2 separate regions of the Athene noctua genome follow, and region 1 is linked to region 2. The links are chromatin contacts, called in public Hi-C maps. All regions are on one chromosome and are shown on one strand. The core of a region is the stretch at or near the end of the contact, and the rest is flanking DNA. Distances in the headings are between cores, read along the strand shown.

Evidence for each region. Hi-C and Micro-C count contacts between places; a contact is called where the count stands out from the background.
Region 1: a contact with region 2 is called in a Hi-C map of heart, with 3 times the contacts expected there. The contact joins the promoter of PRKCZ here to the promoter of RER1 in region 2. A contact is called at or near these places in 2 of 2 Hi-C or Micro-C datasets (heart and liver).

The regions. Positions count from the first base shown.
Region 1 is chr22:2,340,928-2,346,950 of bAthNoc1.hap1.1, forward strand. It overlaps PRKCZ (protein kinase C zeta), which reads right to left and starts at 2,731. Exons shown (of 19, transcript XM_074924605.1): 1 at 2,410-2,731; 2 at 1,391-1,595. The coding sequence starts at 1,461. It overlaps CFAP74 (cilia and flagella associated protein 74), which reads left to right and starts at 2,954. Exons shown (of 41, transcript XM_074925014.1): 1 at 2,954-3,233; 2 at 3,973-4,167; 3 at 5,337-5,447.
Region 2 is chr22:1,948,468-1,954,585 of bAthNoc1.hap1.1, forward strand. RER1 (retention in endoplasmic reticulum sorting receptor 1) reads right to left here and starts at 2,942. Exons shown (of 7, transcript XM_074924633.1): 1 at 2,857-2,942.

The DNA of each region.
Region 1 (6,023 bases), core at 1,481-3,980, 390 kb after region 2:
TGGTAGACAAGTTTAACAAGAAAGTACTTTGTTTTCAATAAGATTTGGTGGAGTGACTTTAATAATTACATGACATTTAATTCAAAACAGCATTCTTCTACACCACAATATAAGAATAACCACAGTAGTAGCAACATTTACTTACTTAGCAGTAGAACATCAGAAAAGATGACTCAGGTCACTTAACAAATGCCAGTAAATTCAGTCTAAATACTTCAAATCAAGTCTAAGGATTTACTTAAACTTATGCCTTGGAGAAAGACAGGAGAGACCAAAACAACATTCATTTACAACGTCCTCACAGTAGCAGCAAACCAATTAAACACATTTGAAAAACCAAATTTCACGCTGAAGTAATAAGATCTTCCTGACTCCACTGACAACTGACTGAATGTCATAAAGGACCATGACTTTTTATATTGCCTTAAATCAGAGCTGCAAAAATAAGCATCATGAAGATAACTGAAGCAGCTCTGTTACCATCCCATCGCCCTTCAAGCTGCATTAGTCAAATTACTGGGAAAAGAACAGGGAAAGTCAGCTATCAAAAATTAAATGTCAAACTATACAAGAGTTTACTTTTAGTATTTATTCACAACAGGAAACAAATATTGTGGGTTTGATTTATTATTTTTTTTTAATCACTTAAAACCGAGTCTTCAAACAGCTTGCACAGGTTCATCTAAATTTACTGGTAACTTGCAATGTAAACAAAATTCCCTCACTTCTCATATTTACCTAAATAATTCCTTCTAAAATTTCTATAAAACAAATTAAAAAAGGCAAAAACAATGGCACCCACTTACCAAGACTTAAAATATCTATCCACAAAGAAACACCCCCTTTAACTTCAAGACATAAGTGCTGTAATATAAAATAGTATCTAAAAATCCCCCCTAGAAAAGGATTCTTATTAATCATTACAGGTTTTCTCCCAAAAAGCACAGTCACAAACTGACATCTGTAAATGGAAACCTGTACTTCAGAGTCTCCTGCTGATTTCAGCAGCAACTTGTAGAGTTCATTATGTGAGATTTACCATTTCTTTATGTAATACAAGAGATGGATCTACACTTGCCTGTGACCACCAACACTTGTAACCAAACAGGAATCGATAACCCATCAACCCAGAATAACTGCAGGCCCGTTCTGCACATTCTCTCCCCTTTCAAGAGAAGAATAAACTACCAATCCTTTTCCACAATCAGCATGCTGCAGGAGTCTGGACGGTATTTCAACAGCCCAGAAGTTTACCTACCTGATCTGACATTAATTGCAAATCCACCAGTGCCCTGGTTACTCTATCACTAGGTCAGACTACGAACTCCTGCTCAGTAGGCTTCAGAATTAAGATGGGACACAATATAAAGGAGAGAACATGCTGACTTACCCACTATAGTGTGCTTTTACTCTGATGAAGTCTTTGTTCAAGCCAATTTTTGAGCCCATTCTGCTAGGCATGGTCTGTATTTAGCACTCCGAATAAAATGATAAATATATAGTAATAAGTTCATTCAAGACAGGTAACATTTAATTCTGAAGTGAACAGCTCCACATGTGAAATGTGTTTCTCCTCTGGATGATTTTGAATCCAGCTGCATAGAAAGAAAACCAGAATACAGATGAATATACACACACACTACTAAATAAACAAGTTGTGTCAAATTTTATAAACACAAATAGCTTTACATAGAACAGCAAGAAATCCCAAGGAAAACACACAAGACCATTGATCTGCACAGAAATTAAACGAGATCAGTTAAAAAATACACCTGTAGTTCAGTTTTACAGAAATATCCCAAGCACTTAAGGATGTGTCTTAATAAAACATTCAACAGTTCCCTCTTGGCCAAAAGTACTGCAAAGAAACCTTTATTTATTCTTCAACACTGTTTCTGGCTCTTTTCTTCCAAAGAGTGAAGTATTTTAATTCAAAATAGGTTTTTATACACAGGGAAGACTACTATCAATTCACGTTAGTTACAAGTTTACCCAAGAAAGGCAGCAAAGAACTCCTAGGGCAAGTTAAGTTACCTTTACAACTGGAGACTGACAAACACCTTGTTTACTCAAGATTACCGCCACCTTCCCATGAAGGTGTAAACACTGAGGCAGGTCCCTAACCCCCCGCTCCAGCTGGGGAAGCGGGGACAGAGGTCCCAGGGCGAGACCCCAGAATTCGGCCTCCCGCCCCGTCCCCTCCCGCGGGGTCAGGAGGCACACGCAGACCCCTCCTGTCCGACCCCAGGGACCCCCCCTCAGCGCCGGAGACACGGACACAGCGGCCGGGAGGCGACACCGTCGCTCGGGTCTGGGTGGCGCCGGCACTTCCCAGGCGGCTGCCGCGTTCCGTGCCGGGACAACGGGCTCCCCCCGCCCAACGCCTCCGGGACTGCCCCTTCCTCCTACCTGCTCCGGCCGAGGGAGGCCCACGGGTCCCGCTTCTCTCCTGCTCCGCGCACCCACCGAGAGCAGGCGGCGCTCCCCGCCCGGGGCCCGCGGCTCCGGACGCGTCCCCGCGGTGCTCGGCTACACCTCCACGGCCCGAAAGTTGCTCAAAGTCCCGCCAGGAAGTTCAGGGAGGGGCCCCGGCTCCCCGCCACCTTCCCTGCGGGCGGGACCCCGGAGAAGAACGATGAGGAGAGGCGAGAGGCTCCGCTGCCCCCTCGGGCGGGGCCCCCCCGGCCGCTGCCCCGCCTCAGCACCCCGCTCCCGCCAGCGCCGGCGCCACCGCGCCGAACATGGCGGACTGAGGAGCTTAGCGCCCGCAGCCAATAGCACACCTCCTACACTACCTGCCAGCCAATCGCAAGCTCCGACTCACCTGGAACCAATCCCTAAAAAGGATCCCGCCCACCCGCGACCAATCATAAGCCGGGAACCGTTACCTGGGCAGTAAGGGGAGTCTCAGCCAATCAAAAACGAGCGAGGACGCGGTAGGGGTACACCTGCAGCCAATGGGAGCGGGCAGCGCCAGGCGCGGGCGGGCGGCGGCCGAGGGGCAGGTGCGGGGGGCAGCGCCGGGCCCTCCCCCCCCCCCCCCGGGCCGCTCCCGCCCTTCGCCTCGGCCCCGCCGCGGAGTTTCGGCGCCCGCGCAGCGTCTCCGCGCCCCGGGAGGCGGCAGCGCCGTGGCGGGAGGAGGCCCCAGGCCCGAGAGGAGAGGCGGGGGCCACCGCCACGGCGCTGGGGGGGGGTTGGTGCCTCTACCCGCCTCGGAGCTCTCTGGAGAGGCTGTGAGTTGTCCCGCCTGCCGCAGGCCTGTGGCTTCCCGGGGTGGGCTCGCCCTCGGCGGGAGGAGTGAGGGAGCTTGGGTGGCGGCGGCGGGATCCCCCGGACTCCCCGGCGAGCGGCGACCCGCGCCGGGCCGGCGACAGGGACCGCGGGGCCGCCTGAGGGCCGGGCCGGGGCGGTGCTGAGGCGAGGGGCGGAGCGGAGCCCGGGAGAGGCGGCGGCTGCCCGGCGAGTCCTGAGGAGGAGGAGGGGGTCTTTGCCGTGGTCTTCCACAGGCGCAGTGATCGCTCTCTTTATTTAAAAAATAAAATAAAATAAAAGCCCACCCCAAAACAAATACCCTGCCCGCACCCCCCGCAGCAGCCCGGCTGCCGCCTCCGGAGCTGTCGGCGTTGCTTCCTGGGAAGGCTCCACTTCCACGGGAGTGTGATCTGCCACGAGCGTAAATGGAGCATCCAACCTTCGGGGCCTTCCTTCCAAAGTGTTAAAGCGTGGAAACTGCGGCCAAGGTAGTAAGGAGGAAATAAAATATCAGCGATGGACTTCTGAGGGGCCAGAGGGGGCCAGAACACCAGCGGAATACGCTGTGTTAGTGTTCTTGAATGAACCGCAATTTCACGAGAGGAAGTCTGTGAAATGGTTAATGCCCTGAACTTTATAAAGGTGGTTTTGTTGTTGCTGTGGTTTGTTGTTGGTTTTTTTTTTCCCCTAATGATACTTTAATCTTTTGCTTTCAAATAGTGAATCAGCTGTGATTGAAGCAAAGCCACCTCCTGCGTGAAGGAGACCGGGGCTTTGCCTGTTCTTCAGATGAAGGCGTGGGATAGTTAACTCGGAGAGTCCTCTAGTGGAAATGCTGCTTGTACTGGTCAAACAGCTGGTTTCCTTCTCTCTCTTAAAACGGTTTTCCAAGCAAGCAAGCTATCCGAGCAAAAGGTTTGCTTTGGGGCTTTTGTTGATCTATTTATGCCTGCCATTTGCCAACAGTAACCCACCAACTCTGAAAAATAAACCTAACCAAGGTGTCACAGCTATTAGATTTTTTTTTTGGACTACCTGGAGTTGAGCAGTCATATCTCTATTTTAAAAATGGAAGAAAAAAAAAAAAATCCTTAGTCTCCTGCTGTTACTTTGTGTACACCTACATCAAATTCTTTTTAGACAGCATGTATCGCTTTCACAGGATCTTTATGGGGGGTTGTGGGTGTGTGTGTGTTGGTGAGTTTGAATCCATATAGCCCTGAGCCTTCTTTTGGTGTTTCTACAATCTTCCAGAACACAAATAAATAATAGTTAACACTAGTTTAAGTAGCAGTAAAGTGGCAAAATGTATTCCCATCAGTCTAGATGTTTTCTCCACACCAAGGAAATCCATCAAATGGTTTAATTTATCAGTCTGCAATCTGAATTGTTCGTGGATCCACTGTTAATTTTATCTGAGTGGAAGCTGTCAATATGGTTTCAAAATGGGACCTTAAATCTTCATGTGTTCTCAATTTCCTCTGCTTAAAATGGAGAACATTATGTAAGATATGTCTACAAACATAATCAAAGCTTGACTTTGATCTCCCTGTCGTGTCATTAGACAACGTCAGGCCCTTGAGTTGTTGGATTGGCTGATAAAAGGTAGTGCAGTTCTTCAGAATTGTGATTTGAGGCTTTCTGTGTTTTATTGTTGTTATTTTTTCCTAGAACAGCTTACCGAGGACAAAAGATTAGGTACATTTTCAGTGCTTGAAGAAAATCTCAAAAATAATATTTTTACATCTTGCCTAGATCTGTTGTAGTTGATCACTTGGTGCTAATGCTGTTATTTTAGAAGTCTTACTTTGAGTTGGTTTGTATTTTCTTATATTCCAAGACTGTTTAAACACTTGAATTTCTTAATAGATACTTCCCACTTCTGGGCAGATGGCATTTTTTGGAGAGGATATCAGCTTTGCTCGGTGCATTAGCTAATAAGGTTGTAAATAGTTTGAAAACGCAACATATTGTATAATCATTGTTTCTGGCATTATGTTTTTGAAACACAGTCAACTTCTGTCCTAGAGCTGTAAATCCAGAGTGTATTCCTGAGCTTTTTTTTTTTTCCTTTTTTAATCTAGATGGCACAGCATTGCACTTTTATCTTCTACTAAACTACCCTCAGCTTAATAAAATGTTGCAATTATGCTGTCCACTACACCTAGTTTTGAAGAACTGACAGGCTCCTACAGGTAATTTAATTTAATTTTATTCCAGGTTTAAATGAGATGTTTATTGCATCTAAAATTTTACTATTTTTAAATTTTTTGTTATCTCTTGGTATCAGAACTTTGAAGAGCAGGCTATGAAGTGAACTGATCTGTTTGAGAAAGAGAAAGGTTAAAAAAGGTTTTTTCAAGTATTTCTGTTCTGTTTTCAAAGTAAGTCCTACCATATCCAGTGGGATTTTCCCATTCTTGCATTCCTTTCTTTATATGATGAGCGCTGACAAATCACAAATATCTGTCACATGGCCTAAAAGAATTTTTTAAGAGGTGGGATAATAGTGATTTCCTTCCTTTATTGGTAATTAAATTCTGTGAGAAAGAAGGAAGAGCTCCCTCCTGCTGGGAATAGCCATGACGATTTACCTTTCTGGGTTGGTTTTTTGCTTGTTTTTTTTTCTTTTTAAAGTTAATGCAGCTTATTAGCAACCAGGATCAATAGCAGGCAGGAGCTGCTGAAGTCTAGTGTAAGTTATCTTAAGGAGAGCATACTTAATTTGCAGAGTGATTAATTTCTTAGTGAAATGCATCAGGATCTCAAGT
Region 2 (6,118 bases), core at 1,692-4,191:
AAAAGTCCATACAGAAATGCAGGAATGAGCCTCATTAGACATCTTCACCTTGATAAGGCAGGAGCTGAGTTATAACATCTAAGCATTGAGATATGAACTGCAGCACCACCCTCCTGTCACCTCAGATTCTAAAGGCAAAGAACAAAACCAAAATAAATATTTTCTTTAAAGCTGCTTAGGATTTTTAAATACTGAGTAATTAGACAGCGAAGAAGTTTAATTTCAGGACTCCGTACACCAGTGGTTACAGACTAAATTCTACCTAATTACCTAAACCAACACACTGGCCACTGCTAGAATTATTCAATGAGTTTATCTCCCTCTTGAACGTGAAGAGCTCAGCAGTCACAAAAAAAAGTTTTATGCATTAGCAAAACTGTGTAGTAAAAGGGCCAGGATTCTGAACTCAGGTGAAAACATTAACAAAAGGAATTATTTTTTAGTATATGCTCTGCTACCAAATTAAGATCTTATTTTACTTTTCAGTTAAGCTCAGCTAAGTTTTACAGTTCACTCCAAGATATAAACCAAACAAAATAAAATGGATTCTAAACAGAAACATTTTTGCCACATCACCAAAAGGAATCCCTGACATCACTTCCTGGAGTCCTCATCGGTGGGTGGGACTCCATAGCTGGGATAGTGGGAGTACTCTCAGCCCTGTATTAATACCTCAGGAGCCTCAGATGACAATAAAGACACACGAAACATGACTCAATCAGAAAAATGTAAATTATCTTAGATGCTGCAATACAGTAACTGTTGCAAAAAGTAATTTGAGACCAATGACAATGTGGGGAGACAGAGAACCTTAACGTTATCTATTTTTTCTGTAAACATCTATAAACTACATACTATGGCATAATTAGTAAGTAGAAAAAAAGGAGTTCTATTACACTTCAAAAGATAAGGGCATTCATTATGGGGCTTCAGGAGCTGCAGTCCACTTTAATTCAAGCTATAGCTAGAAAAAATCAAATCAAAACTCATACAACACAGATACAGACTTTTTCAACATAGGCAAAAGGAACCAATTATTATTCTCTCCATTCACTGCACTGCAGAAGAAAAGTTACTCAGCATTATTAGTCAAGCATAATTTTATGCTTTAGTCTGGGTTTTTTTTGAAATGTCCTGAAGTATAAAACCATGACAAAGATATTGAATCTATTAATCAGATAACAATTCTCTGAAAACCATGAACATAAGAATTCTCCTAATATCAAAATTAATTTTACAGATACCTCCATAACAAATGCGGGCTATAAGTACACCTGACATTACAATCTTCTAAATGTTAACTTATGCAAATCAAATGAAGAATCATGCATGTAAGGCTACTGATGGCTTTATGACAGAATAGGCATTTTGCTTGGTATAAAAAGTGACATTGTATGTGATCATGTGATTTTTTTTAATTGTACGTACAGCTCTTCCATAGCAGACCAAGAAATACAACCAGCTAAGACTGTCTTAGTGAAACTCTCACCAGCTCAGTTTAAGTAGCATAGACTGAAGTGTATCGCATGACACAGTTTAGAAGTTAATATTTCTTATCACATTAAAACTTTACTGAAAGAATATCTGTATTTAGACGATTATCAAGAAAAGCAGTCTTTGGCACTTCTTTGAAGATAGTTTACAGTTAAGAACAGAAGTCAGACCTCACTGGTTTAAGGGAATAATTAAATCTAAACAGCAGCAATCCCCCTTCCATAATGTAACATAAGACTTTACTGTTCAACATAAGGAGTTATGATAAGCCTTCAGCCATTTCCCTAAAGCCAATTATCGGAAAGATATACAAAGATTACTATAACAAACAATTGAGTAGGTTGCTACTAGTGGAATATGGACTGCTTCTAAAACTAGACCATATCAAAATGGTTTTCTCTGCTGAAAAATACAAACTAGGCAAGTGCATGACTTTTAACAACTATGTTTTCTACCACAATTGTTATGGTACTATCATTACAAATGCCACTGCACTGCTGAGTTCTTAAAAAGGACAAGACCTGGGGCAGTAAAGGCATTTAAGTTATGACTCACATCATCACATACAGAGAAGTACAGAATTTTTAAACAATACTCTGATTGATAAAGATTTTTCTTAAATTTGAAATAGAAATGAAGCTTATAACTACCAAAACCATATTACTGCTCACACAAGTTTCCTTATTCATAGAGAAAACGTCAGAAGAGCAACACCAATGCCATTTATTAAGAACAGGGTGAATGGACAACCGCAGGAAAATGACCCGTTGGTTGCGCAAAACGGGTTTTTATCCTAAAAAAGTCACCGCTTCGCTTTACCCGTTACAACAGCAGCCCGGCCTGTCAGAAACTCCCAACTGCCTGAACGGCAGCACCCGCGCTCCCTGCATTTACCCGGAAACGCGGAGTTCACGTACCCTGAGCGCTACCTAAGGCGAAACGCTGCGGGCCAACAGCAATACAAGACACTCTGGAAAACCGCAAAGCTTTTGGCACTGTTCTGGCACAGAAGCCAGAACGAGAGGCCCGAGAGGGGCCCGCTAAGGCGAGGAGGGCCCGGGACCAGCACCAGGGCGGACAGCGGCTTGGCGGGAGGTAAGCAAGCCCTGCGGCAGGCCCAGGCAGGCCGGCCCAGCGCGCCCAGCAGCAGCCGCGGAGCCGGCGGGCAGCGACCGGCAGCGCGGCCCACAGGAGCGCCTAGGCCGAGGCCGGAGAAGCCCCCGCGCTCCCGGAGGAGCCCCTCGCTCGCCCGGGGGCTGTCACCACCTCCGCCCCGCCAGCCCGGAGGCGCAAGGTCCCCCCGCTCTCGCCCGCGGCCCCGGCCGGGCCCTGAGGCGCCGACACGGGGCACCAGCTACTCACAGCCGCCCAAGCCGGGTCCTTCCTTCCGCTCCCCCTCCCCCCTACTTCCACAAACCCAATATGGCGGCACTGGCGGCGACTCAACTTCCGCTCCCGGGGCGGAAGGGGCGGGATAAAGTGTCGGTACTGCCTCGCCATTGGCTCTGAGGGCGGAAGTGGGAGGTGCCGCGGCGCCGAGCGGTAAGGCGGGAAGTGGTGCGTGTGAGGCTGGGGAGCGGCGGCTGCCGTGGCGGTCCCGGCTGCAGGCGGTGGCCGCCGCGCTACCGCCAGACGAGGCGCGTCCTCAAACCCGCTCTGCGGGCGGGACGCAGCCCGCGAGGCCCGGGGCCGCCCTGCGCGGCCGTTCCGCTTCCCTCAGGGAGCGCCCCGCCCCTCGCTCCCGCGCAGCCAATGAGGCTGCTGCGGTGGGCGGTGCCTGCGCCTACGCGCGCGGGCGGTCCCTGAGGGGTTGGGCGGGAAGGGCCGGGCGCGAGCTCCTGCCATTTTCTCATTTTCCCGCCTCTCCGCGGGCGGGAAGGAGCCGTTCCCGGGCGGGCCCCGCCGCGGCGCCGCCTCAGCCTGGAGGGGCGAGGACCAGTCTCCTTACGGCCGCCAAGTCCGGTCTCTTGTTAAGCCCGCGCTTCTGGGTGTAAGCTAACGTAAATACAAACGCTTTTCCTCTCGTGGGCTGGCTTTATTTTCTACGCTGTTGGTTTATGCAAAGGTCGCGTAGTCGCTAACGCTTTAGCTTCTGGCTGTAGCCTGTAGCGCTTATAATGACCGTTAGATATTTAAGAACCTGAGTTCCCCTTACATTGTAAAGTGAGTATAAATAGTAAGCAAAATAATATGTTTATCTTCACCTGAATGTTGTTTATACTGAAATTATAACATAAGTATTCCTGAGTAAAATGAACGCTTTTACTTTTGATTTACTGGTTACTCAGTGTTCAGTCTAGCCTTTCTGGGTTGCTTAAGTAATTTCAGTTGTTTTTCTTTAAACACGATGGGCAGGGGTGTGTGTGGAGGCCTCAAGTGAGTCTTGTCAGAGGAATCAGGGCCTGTTGGGTGTTCTCAGGGTCCTGACCTGAGGGGCATAAATTAATTGAGCTTGCAACAATATTTTTTCATTTATTTTTGGCATAATAGGGTCATTTGTTGTCTTTAAATCTTTTGCATGCTGTAAGGCAGAACAAGAAGGTAACAGATCCCTCCCTTTTTACAAAGTACAGTAAATTACTACCTGTAAAACTAGCATAGCTGTAGAATTTACAGACTGCTGTGGGAGTCAGATTCTTGACTTCAAGAGTTTTAATAACTTACTCCATTCTGTTCTGTTAGAGCCAAGAGGGAAAAATTTAATTTCAAGGCTTTACGATTTCTGCCTTGTAAATACTTCGTAAATTCTTTCAGTTGGAGTCCGTGTTTGGGTGTTAAAATGGTAAATTTGAAGTCTAAAGCATGTGAAGGTGCTGACAATGCATAGATATAAATTTAATCATATAAAGGAGAAAAATGTGAGACTTTCAACTTTTGACTGCAGTTGAGAACAGAAGTGGACATTTGTCTGTTAAAAGGGGTTAGAAGTATTGTTTTATTTTCTAGATCAGGACAAGCTGTTCTTTAAAGACGGAAGTTACTTTGAGGGCAGGTTTGTCAATGGAGAAATTATAGGGAATGGATTTCAATATTGGGTCTTGACAGGTGAGCCAATAACTATTACACGCCTTTTTAAAAAAAAAAAAATCTCTATCCCCTTAAATTCTGAAACGTGAATATAGCAGCCAAACTGATTTAGCCCAACTTATCAGACTTCCATGATGTTTATTGGAGAGGTACGGTTTTTGTGTTTTCTTGTTGGCCTCTCAGTGTAGTCTGGGTTAACTTCTAGTCGTCTCAGAAAGCTAGTCAAATGTGTTTAATGGTAGAAACCAGAAACACGTATCATCAATTTGTGATAACGTCTCAGTCCTTCAAAGATGCACACATGTGCAGACTCGTGTTTATATGAAGTGCTCCACAAGATCAGGCCAAAGATGTTAGAGAATTTGAATAAGCTATCCATTAGGGAGGGGTATCTCATGCCTGATTCACCAAGGGAACATTTCAGTGAATTCATTCTCCTGTAGTATCCTGAGCAGAAGGAAGTTCTTTGATTAAAGCACTGTCCCAGTAAATTGCTCCAGAAAATAATTTCTCCTCTTTCTGTTTATTCCTGTACAGGTGAGTTGGTGACTTCTTCACCTGCCTAACCACAACAGGCAGTAAGGCTGACAGAAAATAAAGGGTGACCACAAGGAATACAGTGTATTATATAAATAAATCGGGTAAATACTTGACAGAAAAATAGTTATCTGTTGCTCTAAAACCACACATACATCAGGAAATTCACAGTACAGTACTCCTAGTGCTAAGCAGCTGATTTTTCAAGCTTTGACATGGAAGATTTTAATGAGTACATGCCATCAAAAAGCTGTTAAGGTGACTGTGAAATTCAAGTACCTTTATACATTCCTTAACCATAAAAGAACATATTATGAATCTTTCCTCTTTAACACCTCACTCAGTTTTAAAAACCAGAAGGATTATTAGTTTTAAAATGAAGCCTGAATGAGCATGTTTATAGACTTTATTCTAGACAGCATTTGTAAAACAGTAGTTACTAATTACAGACTTCTAGTCTTTTAGAATGTATTCTGTCTGTGCTCTGTAAGTCACTGGTGAACCTTAAATACATAAAAAAAACAACTTTGATAGATTGTTGGGTTTTTCTGTTTAATTTTCTTATCTGTTTGGTTTAAGGGAACACATATTCCAGTCAGTTCCTATTTGGAAATTCCATGGATGCAAAGTCTTGCAATGTAAAGATGGTGGGAAATACAAAGGAGAGTTCTACGAAATGAGAGAAGGTAAGTTAGACACTTTGAGTAAGCTTTATTTAAAATTTACCGTGTCAAGACTGAACAGACGCATTTATGCTGCATAAATACAATTACTTAATTTGATTTTTCGAAGATGGCGTTTGTCTACTGAGAGCCAGGAAACTAAGCTCTTGTTCTCGCCTTATGTTGACTTAATCTGTGAAAATTAGTTTTTCTTTTAAAAATAAGAGCTACAAAATGCTACGTAATGTTTGAATAAGTATTTTGGAATAACGTTTAGTAAAAATTAAAATATGGAAAAAAAGCCGTTACTGGCTATAATCTACAAGAGAAGAGGCTGTACTGATGTTAAGATTCAGAAAACAACTGGCACTGTCGCAGTTCTACAAATAGTTTAGTAA